Regions from separate parts of the Zea mays genome. Here region 1 is linked to region 2. A link is a contact called in public Hi-C data. All regions are on one chromosome and are shown on one strand. The core of a region is the stretch at or near the end of the contact, and the rest is flanking DNA. Distances in the headings are between cores, read along the strand shown. Region 1 holds the start of LOC541712 (RUBISCO activase 1). Region 2 holds the start of LOC542766 (c-4 methylsterol oxidase).

Region 1 (6,362 bases), core at 1,494-3,993, 590 kb before region 2:
AATGAACCTAGCTAATTTGATTAATGGATTATTGTTTTTGATGACCAACGTAACCATTTGAACTATGTTGTTTGCTAGTGTTTATGAATATAGTTCAAAGGATGTAGTGTGGACTTAGACAAAGGCAACATGGTGATCGAGAAGATCAACAATTCAAACAATATATTAGAAAAAATGCCAAAAACCTACCGAAATCACGCAAGAGTCCAAGACAAAAGATAGAAAAAGCTTGATTAAAGAGAAACGAAGAAAATAAAATAGGCTGCCGAGCAACATCGGACATGTCTGGTGTAGCACCAGATAAAGCATCGGACAGGAGAAGCGTCTGTACCGAAGAAAGGGCTGAAAATCAGAGTACACTTGACACGCAGGATTGCATTGAAGTAGCACATAATGGGGCACTGGATATATTACTCGTAGAGGTCTACATCGTGTTTGGAGAGGTCCATAAGACACCAGACATGTTCGTTGTGTCACGGGGATACTCCGTCAGATAGGGTACTCATATAGGTTGCAAACACATATGACTGAAGGAACCAAACACCCCTAAGTACAAGGTCCAAGCCCAACACCAACACATACACACAGCCCAACATACAGAAAATAAAAGATGAAAGCGGAGTGTGGATCATGGCAGGAGTGAAACATATGGCAATTTTGATATATAGGCCGACACTGAGAGTTCTTCTTTGGCACACTTTGTGTAGTTTTTTTTGTACAGCCTTGTTCTGCTAGTCTTGGCTCACCTTCTTTTTAATTTAACAAGCACAGCTAGCCCTTCTACCTTGTTTCTTTCAAAAAAAAAACATCGACAAAAACTTTGCATGCCCAGCTATATATCGCGCTTGGCCAGATCCCGTATTGTAGTACGTACAAATTAAGAGTAATACATGGATCAGGGATAATAAAAATGGCAAGTTTAGAAGATGTAGTGGCAGCTGCTGCCATGATCGCCCCTCGCTGTTCGTTAGCTCCAATGCATTTTGGTGGCGCCCTGAAATGAAATATACATGATCCATTATATAGACGAATATATGTATGCATGTCCTGGTTCAGTAATATATATATATATATTACAAAACTATCCAAGTAATATATATATTCACCTCCTCGATCCTATGCCGGCCTCGCGCCTAGCTAGCAATAGCAAAGAGTTGCTTTCTACTTGAAGAAGGAGCCAGTCTTCATGGCGTCCTCGTTGGCTTCACCAAGAGCAGCCTCGTTGAGGTACTTGTCAGCAAGCTGCACACGCTTGACGTTCTCCTGCTCCGCCACCAGCATGTGTCCGTACTCCAAGAGCTTCTCGATCGTTATCTTGGGCTGCTCGAACGTGGGCGGGCCCTCCTTGGAGTTGACGAGCTTCCTGGCGATGTTCTCGACGCCGGTCTCGCTCACCCACCGTCGGACCTCGTCGTCGTAGACCCGGGCACGCAGCGCGCCGAAGAAGTCGATGGACTGGCCAGGGAAGGTGTCGACCAGCTGGACGACGTGCTCCTCGTCGACGCCGTCGGTGCGGAAGATGCCCTTGCAGACGCCGATGCGGTCCTCGCGGGTGGGCGCCCAGTAGAACTTCTCCATGCGGCCGTCGCGGATGAGCGGCGCGTAGAGCGTGGAGAAGTCGTTGCCGGTGACGATGATGGGCACGCGGGGGTTGTCCTCCTTGTTGTACATCCCCGGGAGCTGCACGTTGGTGGGGTTGTCGGCGATGTTCATCAGGGTGGCGTTGACCATCTGGTTGTTCACCGTGTACTGGGTGGTGCCGCCCATGCGACCCGCGCCGGCGTCGAGGTCGTTGATGAAGAGGCAGGACATCTTGCCCTTCTTGATGAGGTCGGAGGCCTCACGGTAGCGCTGCCTGATGAGCTTGGCGGGCTCTCCGGCGTTGCCGCTCTCCAGCTCGCCGGCGCTCATCATGATGGGGCTGCATGCATGCATGCATTGGAATGATTTACTACTAGCTAGTATATATTATCGAAGGCAATAATAATAGACGAATCGAAATAAATTAACGTACGTGATGCCCATCTTGGCGAAGACCAGCTCGCATTGGAACGATTTTCCCTGGCCTTTGCCTCCCCAGATACCCAGGATGAGGGGAACCTTGATGTTTGGCAGGGTCATGAAGTTCTTGGAGAGGTGGACGACGAGCTTGTCCATGAAGCCCTTGGCTATGTAGAAGCCATCCATCATGTTGTCGAAGTTGTAAGACTTTTGGCCCTGGCTGATGTAGTCGTAGGAGCTGAGCACGGCGACGTGGGTGCCGTCCCCCATAGGCGCCTGGAAGAGGTTGTCGACGAGGCCCTTGCCCCTGGTGATGTCCTGCTGGTCGTCCGAGATGTCGTAGGCCAGGCCCTTCCACCTGTCCTCGTCGGTCTGCTTCGTCTCGTCCACCTCCTTGGCAGCCATCGCCTTGAACCTGCTGTTGCTGCTGGAGCTCTTGCCATGGTAGGTCACGGCCGCGGACACCTGCGGCTTGTTGAGCTTCTTCCCGAGGAAGCTGCTCCTGGTCGGGGTGGAGGCCTGATGATCGGTCGATGCATGATGCATGTACATATACATATATATGCCGTCAAGAAGGTCTCAAGGAGATACATATATGATCATGAAATGCATGCATGAAGAAGAAGATCCCGAACTAGCAGCAGAGCAGCTAGCAGATGCTTGGAATTAACACGCGCGGTCACCCACCGGAGCTCCGACGGTGGAGGAGAAGGCGGCCGCCATTTCTTGTGCTTTTTAGTTCGGACCTTGCAGCTCAAAGTAGTGAGGTCGTCGAGGCACGCACACGGCGGCGTTAAATAAAGAGAGCTAGCGCTAGCAGGTATGGTGGTGGTGGTGGTGGCCGGCGTTGCGCGGTGGCTGGCTGTGCTCGGGAGGTCAGGGTCTCTGAGGGGGGAAAGGGGGCCGCAATGTGTGGATCAGCTTTGCCATCACCCTCAGGCCACACGCTGAGGATGGGGTTCTTCGATGTCCATACGTACGTGGCCCCACGCATCATCCAAGCCTAATCATTGCAAGATCGAGTAGACTTCTCTTTTCTTGGTGGCTTGTTGCATTGGCAACGTTCTGTGAAACTGCATTGCATTGCTCACGAACCACAACCTTCAATTCGATCGATCGTCTTCAGTTTCATTTCATTTAAAACAAAATTGTATGCTAGCTAGCTCAAGTGCCATAGAAAATGATTGTTTCGACATGTATGTATCTGTGTTCCTTGTCTTCTCTGATATAAATTAATACATGCGTACGTCGATAGCTACAGTTCAAATTTGTATCCGGCCGGCCATGCATTTGATGACGAACCATGCATGCACTAGCTTCAATTTTTCTTTGCTGGACGTACGTGGGGATGAAACACAACCAAAATCTAACTCAAGTAGCCAACGCCCTCTTGACCGGCGACAGCAACCATTAGCGGCCAAAGTTTGTATCCTGGCTCAAACTTAAGTACGTGCCACAGAAATTGTTTGGACAATTATATTAGTTGTACACGCAGCTGCCGTCGTCGCTCCTGGCGGTAGGGTCGAAGTTGCCGGCCTTGGGGTCAGTGCACCCCTCCGGCACGGGCACGCGGACATGCTGCGCCGCCTTGCCATACAAGTCGTCGTCGTCGTTTGCGTCGCCCAGCGCCGCCTCGCTGAGGTACTTGTCTGCCAGCTGCACGCGCTTCACGTTCTCCTGCTCCTCCACCAGCATGCGCCCGTACTCCATGAGCTTGTCCAGCGTCATCCTCGGCTGCTCGAACGTGGGCGGGCCCTCCTTGGAGTTGACGAGCCTCCTGGCGATGTTCTCCACGCCGGTCTCGGCCACCCACCGCCGCACCTCGTCGTCGTACACCCTGGCGCGGAGGGCGCCGAAGAAGTCGATGGACTGGCCCGGGAAGGCGTCCACCAGCCTCACCACGTCCTCGTCGGGGACGCCGTCGCTGCGGAAGATGCCCTTGCACACGCCCACGCGGTCCTCGCGGGTGGGAGCCCAGTAGAACTTGTCCATGCGCCCGTCGCGGATCAGCGGCGCATACAGCGTCGAGAAGTCGTTGCCCGTGACGATGATGGGCACGCGGGGGTTCTCCTCCTTGTTGTACATCCCCGGGAGCTGCACGTTGGTGGGGTTGTCGGCGATGTTCATCAGCGTCGCGTTCACCATCTGGTTGTTCACCGTGTACTGCGTCGTGCCGCCCATCCGCCCCGCGCCGGCGTCCAGGTCGTTGATGAACAGCACGCACATCTTGCCCTTCTTGATCATGTCGGCCGCCTCGCGGTAGCGCTGGCGGATCAGCTTCGCAGGCTCGCCGGCGTTGCCGCTCTCCAGCTCGCCGGCGCTCATAACGATGGGGCTAAGTATTATTAAATTTCTATTCAGTATGTACGTATGCTAGGCATGCATGTAGCTTCTTAATATATTATATTAATAATTCTTACTTGATTCCCATCTTGGCCAAGACAAGCTCACATTGGAAGGACTTCCCTTGGCCCTTGCCTCCCCAGATACCCAGGATGAGGGGCACCTTGATGTTTGGCAGGGGCATGAAGTTCTTGGCGATGTGGACAACGAGCTTGTCCATGAACGCGGGAGCGATGTAGTAGCCATCCATCATGTTGTCCAAGCTGTAGTGCCTGAGCCCCTGGCTGATGTAGTCGTAGGAGCTGAGCACGGCGACGTGGGTGCCGTCCCCCATGGGCGCCTGGAACAGCGGGTCCACGCGGCCCTTCCCCCTGGTGATGTCCTGCTGGTCGTCCGAGGTGTCCAAGGCCAGGCCCCTCCACCTGTCCTGCTCCGTCTCCTTGTTCACCGCCATGGCTCTGACTCTGATGGTGGTCGTGGCGCCATGCAGGGAGTCGTACCCCTTCTTCTTATTCCTGATGATGATGCTGGTGACGAGCTTCTTGCCGAGGAAGCCGCTCGCCTGCATACATATCTTCAGTGACTCTGTCTCGTCGATCTTACTACCAGCTAGCTGCCTAGCTCTGTAGAGTACTTACCGCGAGAGCAGCGACGACGGAAGTGGAGGAGAAAGCTGCAGCGGCAGCCATAGGTGGTCGACGGATGGATCGGAGCTTCAATTCTGAGATCGGAGTATATATATGCTATTATATTAGCTGACGATCGATGAGGATTCAACACAATGCAATTGCAAGCTGCCGCCGCACGCGGTTATATATAGTTGCAGTTGCAGATCGATGGATGCATGAATGCATGCTCTAGATCTTTCCCGTCCTTTTTGGCTGTCTCCCGCAACATCTTCTAAAATTTATTCTCTAAAGTCTAGTTTAGCAACACCGTTTTCTCGAGAGATTCTAATTTTTACAAGAGAAAATAAATTAATTTCTCTTACGGGGCGTTTGGATCCCTTCATTTTTAGAGGAATTAGAATTCACTCAATAAACTAATTTATTTAGTTTAGAATTTGACATTACACCACTTTACAAAATTCAGATATAAACTTAACTTAAATTCATGGGTGGAAGATGAGAAATGATTTTATGCATTAGTAGAATTTGTTTCTACTCTGTAACTTACATGACACTCTTTGTCTCACTCCTCTATAGTAAAAATGTAGCACATAAATATCTCCGACATCTTGCTAATAATAATATACAAATATATTTTATATAAAATCGAATTATCTTAATTGATATATGCCTAAATTACTATTATTAGAATGGAATTCAATTCCAATGATCCAAATAGGGCGTTAGGAAAATAAAAATCACTTAGGAAAATAAGATTTCCAAACTAACCCTAAAAGAATATTCCCTGTCCTTTACAACACATTCTAAAACATTATGTACTCTATATATATTTTCGTTATCTCCAGCAATATTCTCTAAATTCAGTCCTCTCTATATCTACATTGTGCCACATTTGGCAATACAAATTGGATTTTTATTGGTTGCTTAAATAAAACTATTCATATGTCGCAGAATTAAAATACGCTATGCACCATATATTGATTATTTTGTGAAAATAATATTATTACATATTATTTAGGAAACTAATGTACCAGACAATAAAAATCCCTCCTAGCAAAAATGAACTAGGAACTAATTAAAATAATTACATTTTGTACCCTACATTACTACTCGTGATTCTACAAGGAAAAAGTTATCCGACTTTTTTAAAAAATACATTACGTCGTTCATGTCTATCGACTATAATGCTTAATCAAACATTTCCTCCAGCACTAGCCAAGCGTCCACGATTTCCATGCTGAGGTAGTTGAGGAACACCAGGAGCTCGGCGAGGTAGATGACGTCGCCATTGTCGACAAGCATCATGAGGTCCACCTTGCCAACGTCGTCCCTAGCCACCGACCTCCCGCCGTCCCTCGGCTACTCCCTCTCGACCACGCCGTATGCGTT
Region 2 (6,908 bases), core at 436-2,935:
GAATGAGAGGGAGAAGATGAACAATAACGGGAAGTAGAGATTTCTGTTGTAAAATGATTCTTCGATGCCCCCACAGCCGGTACAGCTCTCCTTTTATAGGTGAAGTTACCCACTTATCCCTGTCTAATGCCTCACATGGCAGCCATTCCTAACAAGGGTCAACCATTATTTGTTTATGGGCACTAGGAGCTTGGAACAGAATTAATAGCATGCATGTTCTGCTTCACATGGGAATCTAGGCATTGCAATCCGATGAAAGAACCAGAATATCTAGTGGAACAAAATATCACTGAATCTCCAATTTAGCCAAACCCTTGGTCGTAGCTATGTTTTCTTATGGAACAACTCAATTTCAATTCTAAAGAAAGTTAGATAAGATCTGGATAGAAAAGATTAACTGAATATTAATATGGCATGGTGCGAACAGCTGAAACAATACTATTGCAAGGTGAGCGCTGTAAAGATCAAATATTCAACAGTTCCCTGTAAAAATGTACATGTTAATCGCGAAGACGTGGACAATGGGAACGAATTCTCCCGATTTCCGTTCTCCCTTCTGTGGGGAAAAAGGGAAACTGAAAGGGAAAGGACGGCGACTCTATGTTCATCTTTCCATGTCTTTATGTGGTCACAGTGGGTAGCGAAAACAGTTATCACTGGATCCTCCTCCACGGTGGGTGGGTTAAGCGGAAGAGGAAAGTGTCACCTCGATTTGCCCAGTCTGGGAGCCCTATCGTCCCATTTATTTGCTGTTTGTTCCTCCTACTCCTACTCTTTCCGAGCGAAGTTGTGTAACCTTTTGATTCCTACTAGTATATGATTTGAGGAGACAAGAAGATCCATCCATTAATGGACGCAGGCTGGGCGACTGACAGACAATTGACGGGCCGAGAGGTGAATGGATCAAATCGGGCATGTTACTCTTTCAGATTAGCAGCGGCAGTGGGCACTGGCTCAAAAGGAAAAGGACAAGAAAAAAAAGAAGCATGGGGATGGGGGTACCTGGATCTTGTACTTGGCGAAGAGTCCGAAGCGCTCGAAGAGGAGGGAGGGGAGGCCGGAGAGGAAGAAGACGGTCTCGTGGAGCAGGAAGGTGACGACGGTGGCGAGCTGGAACTCGGTGAAGTTGGCGATCAGGAGCTGCATTCATTTGTGTTTTCCCGTTACGTTTCCCCCGGCGAGGAACAGCAGTGAGAGACAGAGATCTGGGGATGAGGAGGGAGAGAAGAGAGCGGAGCAGAGATTGATTGGCAGAGAGAGAGAGAGAGAGAGAGAGAGAGAGAGAGAGAGAGAGAGAGAGAGAGAGGGAGGGGGAATAGTAGGTGGGGGTACCTGCCACGCTGAGTCGATGGCTGACATGGGCGCCGCCATTGTGAGAGAGATAGATCGCCGGCGGCGAAGATGCCGAGGAGGGGAGAGGGGAGGCTGAGCCTGGCCTGCGACTGGGAGGAGAAGGCGGATTTTTTTTTCTCTAGCCTTTTGGCAGGCTCTGCTTGCGCTCGCTAAAGCGGCGAGCTCAGACTCCTCTCGTGGCCTTCCAATTCCATTGCTCCGTCTCCTCTCTTTTGGCCTGTCGTGGCCTTGTGCCGTACCGCCGCTCACGTTGCCACTTGCCTCGCCGCCACATGCGTGCAAGTCATGAATTCCATGGATGCATGTGTAGCCCTGGAATTGGATTCCAATCTAGTCATGAATCCGTGCGTCTCATCAGTCTATATGCTTTCTTTTCAAATTTCGTTACCACAAAATCAACCAAAAAAAGTGTGTTTCAAATAAGCCTGGTTCGGTTATTCCTAACATATGGATTGGCTGGTATTAAAAAAATTATGAAAAATTATGACTTATTTGGAATTTAAACACATCCAATCACACTCAATCCACATGGACTGAGAGGAAAGCGAACAGGCCCTAAGCAGACATGGGCTATCTTCTTTATTAAAACCTCACCCGATTTCGAGCGCTCTCCGTACGACGCGCTCCGGCTGTGCCGAAGGCACAGATGCGAACTCGTCCTTAAACTGAGCTTTGAGCTAGCTCGTGTCCAGCTCTCATACCCCACACTGTGTCCAGCTCCCATCCCTTCCACGCTGTCCTTGTCTGATTGTCTCCCCACCTCGCAATTGTCGTCCGTGCTCGAATTGCTCCACCAGCCCGCCTCGCCGTGGGGCACGACCTTCCTCCACGACACCTGCGGCTCCGACAACCATGACGACAACATGCTCCTCTATGACCACGGCCACCACACCTTCTTCCTCCTCCCCCAAATCACCACTGAGGTCCACATCTGGTCGCCTCCCCAGCCGACCACACCACCATGATGCCAACGGAAGTGCGCCTCGACGCCACCTCGGCCTTACATAGCATCGAAAGCCATCGACCTCTCGCTCGATTCGTCTTCGGTCGGACCTCTTCTCTGCCCAAACCCTACACCCACCATTTACCAAAAATAATTGTTCGATCTCCTTTGTGGAAAGTTTCGCTTATAGATCGTTATCGTAGGCTACTCCACCGTCTCCTTTAGGGGCTCTAACTTCAGCACCAGGCCCTTCTCCATAGCTCTTAAGTACGTGAGCACTCCTCAGATCCGCTACACTTGTGTTTGCCTGATCTTGCAGCACCTTGATTTGCCGGAGAACAAGTCGACCATGAAATGGGAGTTCTCGAGGGCGAATATGAAGAAGGTATTGGGTTAGTGACTACCCTTGCATTTGTTTGTCATTTGTCTACACCTCTACTCAATAGGGTAAAATGGCTAGGTTTGGATTCATTATGTCAGATGTTATTCGCACCAGTCCTTGGATCTTCAGTGTCTCAGATATGGTAGTGAACTAGATTGGCTGACTCACTTGGATGTTGAAGTTTAAATTTTGAGTTAATTGTTTGTTGGTAGATATTCTTGTAATGTGACACTTTACCAATCAGTGTATTCCATCTCCATTCTAATTGCAGTGGTAGTTTTAATACATGTTTTTGTGTCGTCGAGGCCAACATCAGAGGCACAAAATGTTTTCATTCGACAATGTTGCTAGAAAAGCATAAGAATGCTAGGAAGCTATAAGCACAAAAATAAAAAGGTATGTTATATCAAAAGAAGCTACTGAAAGTCGCCTAGAGGGGGGGTGAATAGGGCGAAACTGAAATTTACAAAGTTAATCACAACTACAAGTCGGGTTAGCGTTAGAAATATAATGCAAGTCCGAGAGAGGGAGCAAAAACAAATCACAAGCGAATAAAGAAGTGAGACACAAGGATTTGTTTTACCGAGGTTCGGTTCTCTCAAACCTACTCCCCGTTGAGGTGGTCACAAATACCGGGTCTCTTTCAACCCTTTCCCTCTCTCAAACGGTCCCTCGGACCGAGTGAGCTTCTCTTCTCAATCAAACGAGAACCAAACTTCCCCGCAAGGACCACCACACAATTGGTGTCTCTTGCCTTGATTACAATTGAGATGATCGCAACAAAGAATGAGAAAAAGAAGCAATCCAAGTGCAAGAGCTCAAATGAACACAACAATCACTCTCTTTAATCTCTAAAGCTTTGAGTGGAATTTGGAGAGGATTTGATCTCTTTAGTGTGTCTAGAATTGAATGCTAGAGCTCTTGTAAGTAGTTGGAAGGTGAAAACTTGGATGCCTTGAATGTGGGGTGGTTGGGGTATTTATAGCCCCAACCACCACAAAGTGGTCGTTGGAAGGCTGCAGTCGCATGGCGCACCGGACAGTCTGGTGCGCCACCGGACACTGTCCGGTGCGCCAGCCACGTCAGCAGACCGTTGGGGTTCGACCGTTGGAGCTCTGTCTTGTGGGCCCGCCTGGCTGTCCGGTGGTGCACCGGACAGGCCCTGTAGGTTGTCCGGTGTGCCACCCGCGCGCGCACTGCTCCTCTACACGCGCAGGCGCGCATTTAATGCGTTGTAGTCGACCGTTGCGCGCGAACTAGCCATTGCTCCGCCGTTACACCGGACAGTCCGGTGTGCACCGGAGACAGTCCGGTGAATTTTAGCGGAGCGGATTTCCGAAGCTGGCGAGTTCAGAGTCGCTCTCCTCTGGAGCACCGGACACTGTCCGGTGGTGCACCCAACAGTCCGGTGAATTATAGCGAAGCGCCTCTGAGATTTCCCGAAGGTGAAGAGTTCAGCTTGGAGTCCCCTGGTGCACTAGACACTGTCTGGTGGTGCACCGGACAGTGCTCTTTTGTTTGAACCCTTTTTCTTGGTCTTTTTATTGGCTTATTGTGAACCTTTGGCACCTGTAGAACTTATAAACTAGAGCAAACTAGTTAGTCCAATTATTTGTGTTGGGCAATTCAACCACCAAAATCAATTAGGAAATAGGTGAAAGCCTAATTCCCTTTCAATCTCCCCTTTTTGGTGATTGATGCCAACACAAACCAAAGCAAGTAGAGAAGTGCATAATTGAACTAGTTTGCAAAATGTAAGTGCAAAGGTTACTTAGAATTGAACCAATATAACTACTCATAAGATATGCATGGATTGTTTCTTTATAATTTTAATATTTTGGACCACGCTTGCACCACATGTTTTGTTTTTGCAAATACTTTTGTAAAATCTTTTCAAAGACCTTTTGCAAATAGTCAAAGATAAATGAATGAGATTTTGAGAAGCATTTTCAAGATTTGAAATTTTCTCCCCCTGTTTCAAATGTTTTTACCTTTGACTAAACAAAACTCCCTTTCAATAAAATTCTCCTCTTAGTGTTCAAGAGGGTTTTAAGACACCACTTTTTGAAGGTGCTACTTTCTCCCCCTTTAGAACACAATGAGATACCAATTTGAAGATCATAAGTTTTAAAATTTGGTGGTGGTGCGGTCCTTTTGCTTTGGGCTTAATACTCTCCCCCTTTGGCATGAATCGCCAAAAACGGATGTTTGAGTGAAATATAAGCCCTTTCATGAACTACTTTCTCCCCCTTTGGCAAATAATATGAGTGAAGATTATACCAAAAGACGAAGAATTGCTCGGAGCGACGACGAAGGATGAGTTATAGAGTGGAGTGGAAGCCTTTGTTTTCGCCGAAGACTCCAATTCCCTTTCAATACACCTATGACTTGGTTTGAAATTCACTTGAAAACACATTAGTCATAGCATATATAAAAGAGACATGATCAAAGGTATATTTATGAGCTATGTGTGCAAGACATCAAAAGAAATTTCTAGAATCAAGAATATTTAGCTCATGCCTAAGTTTTGTAAAAGTTTGTTCATCTAATGGCTTGGTGAAGATATCGGCTAATTGATCTTTAGTGTTAATATATGCAATCTCGATATCCCCCTTTTGTTGGTGATCCCTAAGAAAATGATACCGAATGGCTATGTGTTTAGTGCGGCTATGCTCAACGGGATTGTCCGCCATGCGGATTGCACTCTCATTATCACATAGAAGAGGAACTTTGGTTAATTTGTAACCATAGTCCCTAAGGGTTTGCCTCATCCAAAGTAATTGCGCGCAACAATGGCCTGTGGCAATATACTCGGCTTCAGCGGTTGAAAGAGCCACAGAATTTTGCTTCTTTGAAGCCCAAGACACCAAGGACCTTCCTAAGAACTGGCAAGTCCCCGATGTGCTCTTTCTATTGATTTTGCACCCTGCCCAATCGGCATCGGAATAACCAATTAAATCAAATGTGGATCCCCGAGGGTACCAAAGCCCAAACTTAGGAGTATAAGCCAAATATCTCAAGATTCGTTTTACAGCCGTAAGGTGAGATTCCTTAGGGTCGGCTTGGAATCTTGCACACATGCATACGGAAAGCATAATGTCCGGTCGAGATGCACATAAATAGAGTAATGAACCTATCATCGACCGGTATACCTTTTGATCGACGGATTTACCTTCCGTGTCGAGGTCGAGATGCCCATTGGTTCCCATGGGTATCTTGATGGGCTTGGCATCCTTCATCCCAAACTTGTTTAGAATGTCTTGAGTATACTTCGTTTGGCTAATGAAGGTGCCCTCTTGGAGTTGCTTCACTTGAAATCCTAAGAAATACTTCAACTCCCCCATCATTGACATCTCGAATTTCTGTGTCATGATCTTACTAAATTCCTCACATGTAGATTCGTTAGTAGACCCAAATATAATATCATCAACATAAATTTGGCATACGAACAAATCATTTGCAAGAGTCTTAGTAAATAAAGTAGGATCAGCCTTGCCGACTTTGAAGCCATTAACAATAAGGAAATCTCTTAGGCATTCATACCATGCTCTTGGGGCTTGCTTGAGCCCATAAAGCGCCTTAGAGAGCCTATAGACATGGTTAGGGTACTCACTGTCTTCAAAGCCGGGAGGTTGCTCAACATAGACCTCTTCCTTGATTGGTCCATTGAGGAAGGCACTCTTCACGTCCATTTGATAAAGCTTGAAGCCATGGTAAGTAGCATAGGCTAATAATATACGAATTGACTCAAGCCTAGCTACGGCTGCATAGGTTTCACCAAAATCCAAACCTTCGACTTGGGAGTATCCCTTGGCCACAAGTCGAGCTTTGTTCCTTGTCACCACACCATGCTCATCTTGCTTGTTGCGGAAGACCCACTTGGTTCCTACAACATTTTGGTTAGGACGTGGAACTAAATGCCATACCTCGTTCCTAGTGAAATTGTTGAGCTCCTCTTGCATCGCCATCACCCAATCCGAATCTTGGAGTGCTTCCTCTACCCTGTGTGGCTCAATAGAGGAAACAAAAGAGTAATGCTCACAAAAATGTGCAACACGAGATCTAGTGGTTACCCCCTTATGAATGTCACCGAGGATGGTGTCGACGGGGTGATCTCGTTGGATTGCTTGGTGGACTCTTGGGTGTGGCGGTCTTGGTTCTTCATCCTCCTTGTCTTGATCATTTGCATCTCCCCCTTGATCATTGCCGTCATCTTGAGGTGGCTCATCA

Evidence for each region. Hi-C and Micro-C count contacts between places; a contact is called where the count stands out from the background.
Region 1: a Hi-C map of ear shows a contact between it and region 2, with 3 times the contacts expected there. The contact joins the promoter of LOC541712 here to the promoter of LOC542766 in region 2. A contact is called at or near these places in 2 of 25 Hi-C or Micro-C datasets (ear and tassel).

Annotation. Positions count from the first base shown.
Region 1 is chr4:1,222,010-1,228,371 of Zm-B73-REFERENCE-NAM-5.0, reverse strand. It overlaps LOC541712 (RUBISCO activase 1), which reads right to left and starts at 2,743. Exons shown (of 3, transcript NM_001111451.2): 1 at 2,689-2,743; 2 at 2,015-2,520; 3 at 1,079-1,921. The coding sequence starts at 2,724. The coding sequence ends at 1,162. It overlaps LOC100382265 (RUBISCO activase1), which reads right to left and starts at 5,100. Exons shown (of 3, transcript NM_001175017.1): 1 at 4,983-5,100; 2 at 4,422-4,906; 3 at 3,379-4,336. The coding sequence starts at 5,033. The coding sequence ends at 3,481.
Region 2 is chr4:632,149-639,056 of Zm-B73-REFERENCE-NAM-5.0, reverse strand. It overlaps LOC542766 (c-4 methylsterol oxidase), which reads right to left and starts at 1,685. Exons shown (of 7, transcript NM_001279592.2): 1 at 1,333-1,685; 2 at 1,003-1,140. The coding sequence starts at 1,371.